2 separate regions of the Mus musculus genome follow, and region 2 is linked to region 1. Evidence: chromatin contacts called from public promoter capture Hi-C data. All regions are on one chromosome and are shown on one strand. The core of a region is the stretch at or near the end of the contact, and the rest is flanking DNA. Distances in the headings are between cores, read along the strand shown. Region 1 holds the start of Steap2 (six transmembrane epithelial antigen of prostate 2). Region 2 holds the start of Crot (carnitine O-octanoyltransferase).

Region 1 (7,194 bases), core at 3,983-6,482:
AAGTAATGATCCCTGGCCACCTGTTCCTCCATTCTGATTTTATCAGCCAAGGGTTCAGTGTGGGTATCAGAAATTTTATAGGAGATCACGAGGTTCGAAGAATAGGTAGACAAGTCCAAAAACACTTCTCGAAGGTCAGGATTCAATTTAATATTTATTTTGCTGTTCAGAGACTGCAGATTTAGCTGATTCATATTTATGTCTATTTTCACATTGTTCTTCCCAGCAGTGAAAAATAACTACCCAGAGGACAACTGTTGCCCTTAGTGACTGAAGGTGAAGCACGTGTGCATGCATTTAGTCCATTCCTCTCCCTGACTCAGAAGCAGTATCAGAAAGCCCACTTACTGATCTGCAACATCCTTCCTTCACTTTTCTGGGAAAAGCGATGCCATTCCTTAAAATGTGTCATCACACCACACAGGAGGACACTGAGTTCCTGTTTCATAACACTCAAAATTCCAAGTGTTCTGGGGATATTAACCCTTCGCTCTCCCAGGAGGGGGTGCCGTTTTCCTCCGTTCTACTGGCTCCAAAGTTCTCTTGTCTGAGCAAACCCAGTCTGTAAGTGGAGATCCTGGCAAGCTTTAATTGCAAATGTGAGCACCAGGGCTGGGATTCTCCTGGAATATAACCTGAGATTATTGAGAGCTGGGGTGACTCTGACTTCTGTCTTACTAACAAGCTCCAGATGATGGCCAAAGTGCTAGTCCAAGGGCCACTTTAGTAAAACATTCTTGATCTTCTCTAAGTTTGTATTTAATATAAAATATTAATTAATATATGCAATATAGATTAAATAATTGATAAAATTATTCCATTTATGGTGAGTTTTATTATTTTTGTGCTGCGGAGGTAAATGGACTAGTGTAAGCTTCCGAAACCATCTTGATTGTCAGCCTGCCTCTGCTTGATTCCTATGATCGTCTCCAAATGCTAAAATGTTCTTTTGAAGTCTTGAAGCAGCATAAGATATTGCATTATCACCTCAGATTTAACACCAAGCACAGGAGTTCCCGTTAAAAGTATATTTTAAGTAGCATACAGGCTCCTTGAGATTCAAAGTCCCTATGGCTATTTAACTTGACCTATGGCAGCTAATATTTGACGGAGAATATTGCCACTATACAACAATGCAATTACTGTAAGCTGCACAGCCCTTGTGTTAGTTTGACTAAGGATAACCCCCAAAGGCTCCTATAGGTGTAGCCTTGCTGAGGAAGTGTGTCACTAGGCATGGGCTTTGAGGTTTCAAAAGCCCATGCCAGGCCCAGTCTCTCTGTGCCTAAATATCAGGATGTAGAACTCTCAGCTCCTTCTCCAGCACCATATCTGCCTGTGTGTCACAGTGCTTCCTGCCATGATAATAATGGACAAAGCTCTGAAACTGTAAGCAAGCCCCCAATTACATGCTTTCTTTTTTTAAGAGTTGCCTTGGCCACGATGACTCCTCACAGCAATACAGCAGTGACTAAGATAGCCCCTAAGATTATTTTTTTTCAGTTTAGGATTCCTTGACATTCCTCTAGCACATTGGCAGCAGTTGGGCTAAATTGATTTTGGAAAAAGAAAAAAGAAGAAAAAAAAAAAACAGAGCCTAATTTATATTGCATGGAAACATCTAGGACATCAGTTGTTGGATGACCGCAATTCAGAAAAGAGCTATCCTCAGAGATTCTCATGACTTTCACAATCTGATGACTGCTATCGAGCAAATCAAATCCTGCAGAGCCATGAGGCAGGTTACTGTATTCTTCACAAGCTCATATCCAAACCTCCTTAACGTACTCTGAAACTCTAACAACCTCTCCCTATAGCCTCTCTGCTCTCTACTGACTTCTAGATTATCCCTTTTCACTGGAGATGTTGTTCTCTGTCCCTCAGCACGTGTCAACAATCTCAAGACTTCACCATTCCAGGAGATAAACCTTTTTTTTGGAGCCAGGGTTTCCCTGTGTAGCCTTGGCTGTCCTGGAACTTGCTCTGTAGACCTGGGCAGCCTCAAACTCAGAGAGCTGACTACCTCTGCCTCCCAAGTGCTGGGATTACAGGTACCACTTCTGCCTGGTAGCGTTAAGCATCTTAACCTCGGGGTCTCTTGTTTTCATGATTTGTTCATCAAAAGCAACGAATCTCTGCCTCCAGGCATTCACTTTCTGGGCACATCCAGTACCTTCCTGATAACCTCAGCTTAAACCTTCACAGTGATGTCTAAGAGGCAAAACAACTTTTGTTTATGGATCTCTCATTCCATTCCTGGATTCTCTTTAAACCCAGCCTGTGGACACTGAGAGTAATTTCATTGAAAAGATTCTTACTTGCCACCACATACACTTAGTAAAACTCTAGAAGAACCCAGCTACCCATTTTCTCTGTATCTCCACTCAGCTCTCTGCAGAATGCTAATGAAAAACCAGACAAACATGTTTACTAATCTCATACATCCACGATAGCCGCCTTCACCCATCAAAAGCCACCCATCTTCCCAGTCTCCCCTGGAGACCACCCTTTCTGCCTTCTAAAGGCATCGGATCATAGCCTTTCTCATGACATCTCAAACCTAACAGGTTCAAAACTCAACTCTACCTGCAGTATCCCAGCTTCACCACTCCCTATCGGGTGCTCAAGCGATGACTCTGCAGTGGGGATTCAATCTCTATGCTTTGTTTGCCCTCACCAGGAAACCCCTGTTCTTTGGTTTCATAGTGTCTTGTAGCTCTCGCTGGTCTGGGACTTGCTATGTAGACCAGGCTGGCCTTGCCTCATAGAGATCTGCCTGCCTCTGCTGAGATCAAAGGTGGGTGCCATCAAACTCAGCCCTTTAAAGTACCTCTTATGCCTTCTCTGAGGACACCAGCACACCCAACTAGCCCAGGTGCTCTTATCTGTTCTCACATCAAACCTTCACCCCCAGTCCTCCCCCTCCCCAACTCTGAGATGAGGTCCCCTGTGCTGTTGAGGCTGGTCTCAAACTCCTGGGCTCAAGTGCCCCAGCCTCAGGACCTGGCACCTGAAGGGCAATATCGTCATGCCTCGCTTGCCAGTATCTTATCTTTACCTTTCAGTCTCTCTTCACTTTTTACCTATACCCACTCTCTACCTAAGAGCTGTGGTCCCCTTAAAACACAAATGGCATAAAATATTTCTCTTCCTTAAAAGTCAACGGCTTCTTCTCATACCTGACTGTGACCCAAAAGGTCCCAAATATGACAGCTTCTGCTCACCTCTCCAGCCTTATCCTGATGGCCCCATATTTCCTACTGCCCAGCCCCAGAATTCTTTTCAAGAAGTGGAAAAAACAGATCTCTTTTCCACCCGACTCTGCCTCCTACAGATGTGATTGATTCCAGCCTACTCACCAAGCATCTTCCAGCCCCTGTTAAGTTCCCGGGGAGTTGTTTTAAAGAAGTGCTTATTTGCTCTTGGACTGTTTACTTAAATCCTCAAAACACACACACACACACACACACACACACACACACACACACTCCTATCCACTCTGCCTGGCACATACCAACTATGTATGCAATGAATGTTCTTTGTCACTAAATGCATTTTTATAAACACCAAGGCCAAAGAAAATGTAATGAGGCTCTAGGCCAGATCTCTCTTTCCCATGGTTAAGATCCGTGGGCCCAAAAGGCCTCAGAGGATTTAAGTGGTGTGTCAATGTTATGTCTATGTCAATGTCTTGGTTACCTCAGAGTCATAGTTACAGGCTGAGCAAAGAGTAACTGCACCTCCAGATATTCTGCCTGCCTCTTTTCTCACAGGCCTAGCCTTTTGAGCTTTCGTTGCATCTTTACCCTTCTCTTTTTTCTGTATCATGTGTAATCATTTTAAAATTCTGCCTTTATCTGTGCTCTGTTCCAGTGCTAAAGTACAATTATGCTCATTCAATAGAAGAGCATTTTCCATAGTACCAGTACAATAAGAGTGATTTCATGAAGCTCCTCATTCCCATCTTTCACAATTAGCTAACTTATCACTGCTGAAACTGCCCCCCAGCCCCAGCCCCAGCCAGCCCACCCCGCCCAGACTAGCTGAGAGGCAGAAACCGCAGTGAATGCCACCATCTCAGGAGCATCTCCAGGCAGCCTGATAGCTGCCCCGGTGCAGCTAAACACTCTGGTTTTCCTATCTTACGTTTCCAAATAGGTTATCTTGAGGATGCGGGGGATGGAGGGGGGGGGGTGAGTACAGTGTCAAAGAAAACATCAACTCAGTAAATAAGTAATTAAAAAAACTATTAAAAGGGTGGTGGTAGGGTAGACTAGAGAGAAGAAGGTTGCAAGCAGTGGGGTGGTTAACTGGGGCTTTAGGTAATCAAGTACTGAGGGTTGAAGTGGGGGCAGGAGTCTGAATTTTATTTCACCTACAGTGATGGGCGATAATTAAATGTGGGTCAGAATAAGTTTTTCTACTTAAAAACAAACAAACAAACAAACAATCTGCCTGAAGAGTAAACACTGACACCAATCCTGCTTCACAGGATAGTGAAGATAATAAATGGAATTCTCCCCGACCACAGGAAAAATAAAATCTCTTTATCTCCCTATGTTATTTTCAGAACAAGATTTTTAGGGCATAATTTTCAACAAGTTTCAGCTGAGGCTGAACACGGGACGCAGAGGTAATTAAGGACACTGAAAGACCAGACCAATTACTTCTAAACGCAAAATGGCCTGAGCACACCCGGATTACATGACCGGGTTTATAAGCAAAGCCACTGCAGGCATTATTTACCTGTTTGGCAAGCAGTGCTGTACGACAGTGAAAAGTGCCGCATCAATCCAAAGTGGCTGGCAAAAGTAACCTGCGGGTCCTTTCCCTTTCGGGCACATCCGACCTGGGACAAGGTCTCTCCTGGCCTCCTTTCTGTTGGGCCCGGACCCGAGGACTTCCCAGAGCTCTGGGAAGACCGACGGGGATAAGGGGGCGGAATGCGTGCGACGGACGCCCTCCAGCACCCCTCCCACTCGCCCCCTGGCCAGCTCCAAGCCCCCCCCGGAATCCGGGAGGAAAGATGCGGCTCCCGCACAGCACCCGCTGCTCGGCGACCCCGGATCGGCCACCTCGGCGCTCTGGCCACCCGGCTCACCTCCACGCCCTCTTCTCCGAGCCACGCTCGCAGCGCAGCGCCGTGGCTCCCCCGCGCCGAGGGCCCGCCGAGCTCCCGGGCCTACGGAGTGCTCCTCCCGCCCAAGCTCCTCCTGCCCCCGAGCCGGACCGCGCCGCGCCGGGGAGGTGGAGCAGGAGGAGGCGCGCGGAGGCAGGGCTGGCGGTGACGCGCAGGGGGGCGCGGGTCGGTCGGGGCAGAGTGCGTGGGGACCCACCCGGCCGCGGTCCCCACGCCTGCGCGCGATCTTGCGGAGACCCCCCGTGGGAGCAGCCCTACGTGGATCCCGCCCGCGTTTACACTCCACTACCTCCGAGACGCTCGCCACGCCGCCCCGGACTTGGCTTTGATTAGTGCCCTCCTCCCTGTCCACCCCCCTTCTCCCTACTCTGTTCCACACAAACCTCGAAGAAAGTGCGCTTTTTTTCTCCCTTTCGGCTGCATCATGTCCTTGAAAGGGAATGATCAGAAATGCCCTTCCACGAACCGCATTTTAAAACTCCCTGGGACTGGAGGCCCTTCTCAGCCGTGGGCTGTAGGGGTTAGTCTGTGGACTCTGACCTTCCCTGTCGCCGGTGCCCCCGAGCTCTGTGCGGACTGGAAGGTGAAGCCGAGTCAGGAGACCAGCGTGCCTGCGGAGAGCTGCAGTGGCCTTGGAGCATCCAGGGTTCGCTGAGCTGTGTAAGGGCACCTTGCTTTCTCTAATCCCCCCCCCCCCCGATTTTGGATTAACAAGTAGATGGGGATCTTTTATTTACCTTTTTAGTCAAAAGTGTCAGTGGAGATTTTTTTTTAATATAAAACCAATTTGTCGAAAATTGTCAAATTTACTTCCCCCACCCTCAGACGTTAGTAAATTCTCATTTCAGCAAATTAGGTTTAAAAATTATCTTTCTTGGTGGTTTATTAACTAGACAAATCAGAACAAAAGCAGAAGAGGGTCTTAGATCGATCCTCAGGGCACTGCACTTTCCCCTTTGAAAGGCATACACAGATTAACCTCTGCAAGTTCAACCTGGGAAACATTCTTTGTTTGATCCTTGTGAAAAGCATCTCTTCCCCACCCCCAAATACATACAGCTGAGGTTTAAAGTTTAGGCACAAACTCCGCTGTTAGTGATGTATTAGGGGGAAAGACTGACAACTGGGAAATACTTTCCATTTTGGTAACGGGGAGAAAAAAAATCCTTACATTTTATATCAGTGTTTATTGTTTCACTTCAACTACTGTCAAATAGTGAAAACAGCAGGGTATTTCTAACACTTTTGGAGGACCAGTGGAGGAAACTGCTGTGTCCTTAGCATTTGGTGAGAAGATGTAGCTTTCCAATCACATAAACAAAAGCATTACATAAGGTCTAGCAAAGGTTATCACGTTTTTATTCTCAGTTGTACAAAGCCATAAGTTATTACAGAAAACAGGTAAGTTGTACATTTAAAATATCTTTAAAAGCTGTTGAGACATGGACTCTGTTTATTTAAAAAAAAAAATAGTATGCGAAACCATTTGCCTCCCAAAAGAATGAATGAGTCAACAATTTCCAGAAGGAGTATCTGCTTTTCATACTTGAACTGTTAAAATAAGCAAACATCCTCCATGGGTGGAAAATGCCAGGCTGGCCCAAAGTGCTCCAAAGATGGCTCCCGGTCCAGTTCATGAACCGGTGGCCATCTTTACCAGTGATTTCCAGTTACAGTTTCAAAGTATATAAAGTTGATTTCGCAAGCCTTTTTTCCAGGTCATGAAGCACTCTCTGAGAAGTGTCCTCAGTTCCCTGAAGTAATTTATTCCACTGAAGCACAGCAATAATTCATTAAATAAATCTCTAGTGGCCTAGAGGTGTTAACATAATTTCTCCTTTGAAGTTATTATACAAGTGGATAACTTTGAGATGATAGCGCCTAAAGGAACTTTAAGCACCTGGAGCTCTCTGGCTCTCATTCACCAAGAGCTTTGTGTCCTGGGTGTCAGGCACTCTTGAACAAAGCAGGACACAGAGTGACTACAAGTCTTTCAAAATTTATTGTTTGATGGGTGTCTTAGTTAGGGTTTTACTGCTGTGAACAGACACCAT
Region 2 (6,929 bases), core at 1,598-4,097, 3.3 Mb after region 1:
CTATATAAAACCAGTAACTAAGAAAACAAAGAATTGATACTGAGTGAAAACTTCCTGTCCTTTTATATCCTATTTTAAAATAGCAAAGTTAAATAAAATATACTATTCATATGTTATAAAAGTTAACAATAGCTGGGCGGTGGTGGCGCACGCCTTTAATCCCAGCACTCGGGAGGCAGAGGCAGGCGGATTTCTGAGTTCGAGGCCAGCCTGGTCTACAAAGTGAGTTCCAGGACAGCCAGGGCTACACAGAGAAACCCTGTCTCGAAAAAAACCAAAAAAACAAACAAAACAAAACAAAAAAGTTAACAATATCAAAAACAAAGGCATGGCGGATTATTTTTGACTAATATCTTTTTCTCCCATTATTAACCAAATCTAAAATTTTTGCTGTATATATTACTCTTTATCTCCGTCTCAGTGCTGACCCAGCTGGCTGCCAACCAGAACAAGCACCTTGGACCCATTTACAGAAGCCATATTGCCAGAATCACCTTTCTGGTCCTACTTCTAGATGTGAAAGGAAAGGGAAGGAGAGGACAAGGCGCAGTGCTGGGTATGGTGGCATGTACCTAGCTGCAGTAGCAAGAGGACGCTTCAGCCCAGGGTAGTATAGTGAGACTAGATGATAACAACAGAGCCCTCTTGCTTTCTTAATACCATGTCTTGTTGGCTTTGTTACAGCGAGGAGGTTCTACTGTTCCAGTAACATAACCAGACAGTGCATAGGACCTCAAAGCTCCACCCCTTCCGTTTTACTGCTTACATCCCATTTGAATATTGATAAACCACTTTGGATCTAACAGAATATTTAGGATCTCGGTCTTAAATATAGACTCAGCCATGTTCTAACCATTTGCTCCTAGGCAAATGACTAGAAAAAACAGGACCGTTTATTTGGTAGTGGGCTGCCATAGCACACACGGGGAAGTCAAAGGACAGCTCCCAGGAGTTCATTCTCTTTTCTACCATGTGGGTCCTGGGGATCACACTTGGGTCATCAGGTTTGCCTGCAGGTGTCAATATCCAATGAGCCATCTCACTGAGCCTCAAAATTTGTCTTTTTTTTGGGGGGGGGGGTTAGAATATTACTATATACCCCAGGCAGGCTTGGAACTAACTTTTGTCAGACAGGCTTGCCTGAATTCACATGGGTCAGCCTGCCTCTGACTCCCTAGTGCTGGGAATATATGCCACCAACACCCACCCAGCTCTAGGCAAGTAACTTTAATTGAATCTCTTTATCTTGGCATGTATAACCATATAATTAGTCATCAGACTTTTTAATGCCATAAAAACAACTCATCCTGAAACAACTATATTATGGACTATAATGGGCAGAATTGTTATGATGACCTAACTCCTACCTACTCTTTTTAGTCCCCAGAACTTGTCATTATGATAGAACATCATTACTCCTATGGTTGCAACTGGGTTTCACCTACAAAAAAAAAAAAAAAAAAAAAAAGGCTTAAAATAGAGAGGACCTAACCTAATCATTTGAGTGCTTGAGCAGAGATACTGCCACACCTCTGTGTCTACATCTATGTCTTTAATGATCTGTGTCTACATCCATGTCCTTAACGAACTCAGAGACAAACAGGACTTGCAGGAAATGGGATTAATCCTAATGCAAGTGAACAGGGGTTAGACTCTGCCAACTCGAATGAACCTGAAAAGGGAGTCTCCCCCTAAAACTTCAGAAAGTAACTCATAACAGAAACCCTGGTCTCTCCTTTTGTGCGTCCATGCAGGGTAAGCAGCTAAGCTTGCTCGGACTTCAGATCTTCAGAAACTCAAAGTCTGTGTTCCTTTAACCGCTAAACATGTCACTGTCTGCTGTAACAGCAATAGGAAACTAATGCAAGCATGCCGGGCAAGCTGATCTCATTACACTTCCTTGTCATTTAACAGATCCCACAAAGAAGACCAGAGTACTAATTTTATGCCTGCTGCAGTGCTTAGCCCCTGCAAGGTTAAGCCGACTACAGATTCTTTAAGAGTTGTCTTAAGTTTTCAACCATATAAAACTAGTTAAACGATTCCAATAAAATTAAGAAAACGATGACAGTGGACTTTCTGAAAGCAAGGTGATGTGAACGCGAGAGAGGTGGGAAAATAGAACCAGGAAGTAAACAAATAGGGTCACATACCAGTAAACCACGAAGAAGTGCTCAGGACCTCCAGGAGCCTGCTTGAACAATTCGGAAAGGAAACCACAGGGAACCCGAACTGGCCAAGCCTGGTGACTGTGGAAAGGAAGAAATACACTCAAGTAAAGATCAGGAAAGGAGAAGAGGATAGTGACAGAAGCTGGAAATACAGAGAACGGACATCTGCTAGACATGAGATTTATATCACTACAGAGCTAGCTATGTTCCAAGCAGCCTATCAGATGGACCCAAGGGGCACAGGGAACCTTCCGGTGCCCGCGGGGAGGTTGCAGCAGAAGCAGAAAGCAATAAAGTTCAGAAACTCCTCCCACCAAAACAAGGGCAGCTTCTCACCGAGGATAAGGACAAGGGGAGAAAAACCAAGAAACATGCACACGCAAAACCAACCAATCGATCAAGCACTCTAGCACTCTAGCACTCTAGCGAGGCCGGTGCAACTGAGAGAGGACACCCCAAACCAGAAGGGCAAGATGCTCGGGGGGGGGGGGGGGCACCACGCCCGCGCCAGACGGGGCGCCTGGGCGCACAGCCCGACTGCACTCAGCTCGGCTTCCTGCTACTGCAATACCCTTCGACCCCCTCGCCATGTGGGAGGGGAAGGAGAGCGAGCAGCCGGCCCCAGAATCCTCACCTCCCGCGCCCCTCTTGTCCCTCTGCGTCGGCCTGCAGGCTCTGGGCTGTCCTGAGGCCGGACCAGAACGGAAAACCGCGAGGGTCCCGCCCTGTGCGCGTCGGGGAACGGGATTGGACGGGAAGCCGCGAGGGTCCCACCCCGCGCTGGAAGGGGTGGGCTGTCGAGGCTTGCTGGTCCCGCCCCCGCCGGGTTCTCGGGCTCTGGTGGCGTCCTAGGCTGCAGACCCCGGGAACGCAGCAGAAAGTCAGATAAGCGCCCTGCAGTCCCCGCTACAGCAGCTTCCTTCCGGATGCTGCGGGAGATTGGCCTCCGTCCAGAGATCTACCCACTCTCGGGCACAGCCCTGTGGCTGCGTAAGGAGGCCCACGGCTCAGCCTGCTTTTCGCCGAACTCTTAGGGGCTTGGCGCTGTGTTCTTTCTTCCCAGTCGCTCCCCCTTCTTTGTGCCAGCCTCCTTTGCATGGCCCAGGCAAGCATTTATACTACTTTAGATATAAATTTAAGAATTTATACTGAGACATTTTATTTTGTCTACCCTGTGTGCTGGCAAGAGAATAGCAGGCGAATGGATCCGGTTTGGCCTCGTCGCCTCTTTGAGACTTAAGATTTGGCCAACTCCCAGCCATCTAGGGCAAGCCCTTGCAGTCTCTAGCGATGGTCAAGCTTCAAGCTTTGGCCTTGCCTGAATATTTTTATCATCCAAGAAGTTGCGTTTTTAAAAAGCTAGCACGTCCTAGAGGAAGACTATGAGGTATTTTTAGTTTCACAGGTCAATGCCCTTTTTTTCATTTACCTCCTGAAATAAATTGATACAATTTTAAACTTATATACACTTTTTATTTGTACTTCTGTTTTGTTTTCGTGGAAGGAAAAATATTTTACCTGCTCCTGCATAGTTAAGTTATTCAACAGTTTAATGACTTCATTTCAAATTAGTATATTAAAAGCTGCTGTCTTTCCGAAATCCTTTTGAGTTTCCCGCAGAATTACTAATATGTTTCATGACTGCACAGCGTTGCTGGAGGTATTACATAATCAAGCTGGATAATCTCTCTAAGCTTGTCAAAGTGACTGTGTTAAAGAACTTTTCCCCCTCATAGTATGTAAGTGTTCCGTTCCGGATATTATATTATGCTTCGAAAATAGAATTCTTAGACTGACTGGATTTCTCAGAAACCTTCATTGTCTTTTTTTTTTTTTTTTTTTTTTTTTTTTAGTAAAAAAAATTTTGGCACCTCTTTAGAAGTTTACGCATATTGAATGTTTGCTGGTGGCAAAGAATTTAGGGTCACTCACCTTCACTGTTTTTGTGAGTTTGGTAATCTCACCAAACCAGGCCTTTATGCAGGGTCTTTAACACTGAGCTACATTCAAGCCCTGCTGCAAGTTTCTCTTCTTCCTGGTTTTGTTAAGCAGAAACGGTGTCTCCATGAAGATCTTGGCTTCTCATAAAAAGAAAACAACCTCGGGACTGAAAAAAATCAGTAGAACCTGGAGAATGTGAGAAAAATGACCATCTCTGTAAAACTGTAATTAAGCAGAGTCCTGAAAATGTTTTCTACCAAATGTATAATAGATATTTTAATGTCAAATTTAAAATCGGTAGCACTCAGATTAAATTTGAACAAGCTTGTATTTCTTAGCTCAGGATAGACAGATCTTGATGGCTGAGGAAGATATTGCAAGCTTTTGGAGTATGTCTTATAGCAACAACTTGTCCCAAGTCTTAAAATTGACTATTAAAGTTATATAAAAAATCATTCGGGCTGGAGAGATGGCTCAGCAGGTAAGAGCACCAACTGCTCTTCCAGAGGACCTGAGTTCAAATCCCAACAACTACATGCTGGCTCACAACCACCCATAATGAGATCTGACTCCCTCTTCTGGAGTATCCAACCGGAGTGAGCAGAGGTCTAAAAATTCAATTCGCAACAGCCACATGAAGGCTCACAACCATCTGTACAGTGTACTCATATACATAAAATAAATAAATCTTTAAAAAATCATTCATTTATGTGTATGAAGGGATCCATATGGACCCAGGACCCCAGGGCAAGGGGCTACCTCTGGCTAGAGAGGAGGCAGATGTGGCACATAGGCAAATGACAGTGTCAAGTCAAGGGCAAGCCCTGAGCTAGGATGAGGTGTTGACTTTCATTAGACAGATTAGGTCAGTCAAAGGAGCGGAGGGTTGATAGCTGAACCGCAATACTTTGATAACTAGACTTTGGTAGTCCGCCTCAGGAGAGGGAAATGACCAAATAAGGGAATAGACCTTGTTGGCTAGTTATAGGAATAAAATCTAATAGTTTCCAGCAAGACAGTGGGAATCAGGGAGAAAGGCAATGCCTACCAGAGCCATGTGTGACATGCTCGGGCTGGCTAGAGTCCATTCAGTGTAGCTCTTTCTCCATACACTACCAAATTAAAAGGAAGACTTTTACAGACTGCCGCAGACCCTCTAAGTCCCTTTGTCTGCATGGAACGGGTCTCTGGGGCAGATGGACAAAGCGTTAGAGGGTGACAGACAGACCAACACATGAGATTGTGTAGAATCTGAATGTATTGTCACAAAGTGAACACCAATCTTATATAGTACAAGGGGTCCGGAAGTCACAGCAGGCAAGGTACACTGAAGTTACCAGGTACAAAACAAAGGAATGATTTCAAAAGGATTTACAGGAACCAGGTTAATGTTTACAGTAAAGATAAAGCAGTCCTGCCTAGGGTCAGCTTAGTGACAGGCAAGGATTTCACACTCTAGTGCTATAGCTTTGAGCCTTGTGAAGGCTAGCACCAGGGGGTTCTGCTCTTGGCAGGCCTCATGAATAATGCAATATCACAACCCCCCTATCTCCTAGGCCTTGATAAATTCCTATATGAGTGTAACTTCTAAGTATCTGGAGAATCTCCACTTGTCAGGAGAATTCACCAACTTGCTTCTAATATATAATGTAGCCTGTACTGAAGATTTCTATCTCCGTGGGATTCCCTGGCTCTATTATTCCCATTTTTGGGTGAGAATTGCTACTGTCCTTGGTAGACCAGCTCTGAGCTACTGGCTCCGTCTTTTGCAATGCTTAATTAGTTACTGAATAGGTTAACGTCCTTACTGCATTCTTACAGGATTCTAAGCTCAGCGGCTTCTGGGACCTTGGAACACTGGGGAGACTTAACTATAACAGAATTTTTCCATACACCAGACTAACGCGGGAATAGAATATGAGTATATGAGTAAATGATAATGCAAAAACTCCAGGAGGTGAGTTTCTGTGAAACTCTTTGCCTCGTGAGTGGCTTTTAGGCTTCTCAGCCTATCAAGCGGACTCCACTGGAGAGTGTGTGTGGCAACAGACAAGACTGGATAGTGTTGACCACAAAAATTATAAGAATATCCTAATTTCTTGTATCTATCTTTAAAGCTAGCTTACTAATAAGGCTTGTGAATTTATTGAGTAATGGAATGTAGTATATAGCCTTAATCTATGGGATAAGGTCTCTAACCTAAATTTATCCAAATTGAAGAAATATATTTTATTTTTAATGAGGGGATAGTATGGGCATAGTGATTTTGGGGAACAGCCAACAGCAAACTAGAGTAAGCTAGATACAAATAGATGATGTTAAAAATTAACTGTGCTGTCTCACTGGGCCCTCTAAAAAGATGATCTTCCATACAAGGGCATATGCATACTGTCTCACACAGATGGGCTCACTTTAGCACTAGATAGCTTTTGATTGCCATTGCATATAAAAGTCTGCTTCCGAATCCTAGGAGAAGTATAGCTTAACTATGAGCTCTTCATACCTCAGACAAGTTCCTTACTCCCAAACAGAGCATTTAAATGTTTACAGCTGTATTGAGATGTAACTTATATACCAAGAAAAAACCCGTTCCTTTAAAGTGTATAAATAAATACTTAATTATATTTGTAGTTATGTTGTCTGTGTTAGTTTGCTGTCTGGTCCTGTAGTAAAGCACTGACGACTTCCATTAGAGTAGAAATGATGGAGACAACAACATGGAAATAAGGGAGACCAACCTCTACAAAAGCTAACTGTGCTTTGATCAGAGCAATGAGGGGCGAGGTCTCTTCAGTTTTGTTCCCTTGCAGTCTCAAC

Evidence for each region. Promoter capture Hi-C pulls out the DNA fragments that hold promoters and counts their contacts.
Region 2: a contact with region 1 is called in a promoter capture Hi-C map of maxillary cranial neural crest. The contact joins the promoter of Crot here to the promoter of Steap2 in region 1. A contact is called at or near these places in 2 of 39 promoter capture datasets (cranial neural crest and maxillary cranial neural crest) and 1 of 9 other capture datasets (pancreatic islet).

The regions. Positions count from the first base shown.
Region 1 is chr5:5,688,857-5,696,050 of GRCm38.p6, forward strand. Steap2 (six transmembrane epithelial antigen of prostate 2) reads right to left here and starts at 5,233. Exons shown (of 6, transcript NM_001103156.2): 1 at 5,102-5,233. The region is part of intron 1 of Gm40262 (a long non-coding RNA gene); the gene reads left to right.
Region 2 is chr5:8,994,299-9,001,227 of GRCm38.p6, forward strand. Crot (carnitine O-octanoyltransferase) reads right to left here and starts at 2,848. Exons shown (of 18, transcript NM_023733.3): 1 at 2,806-2,848; 2 at 2,154-2,249.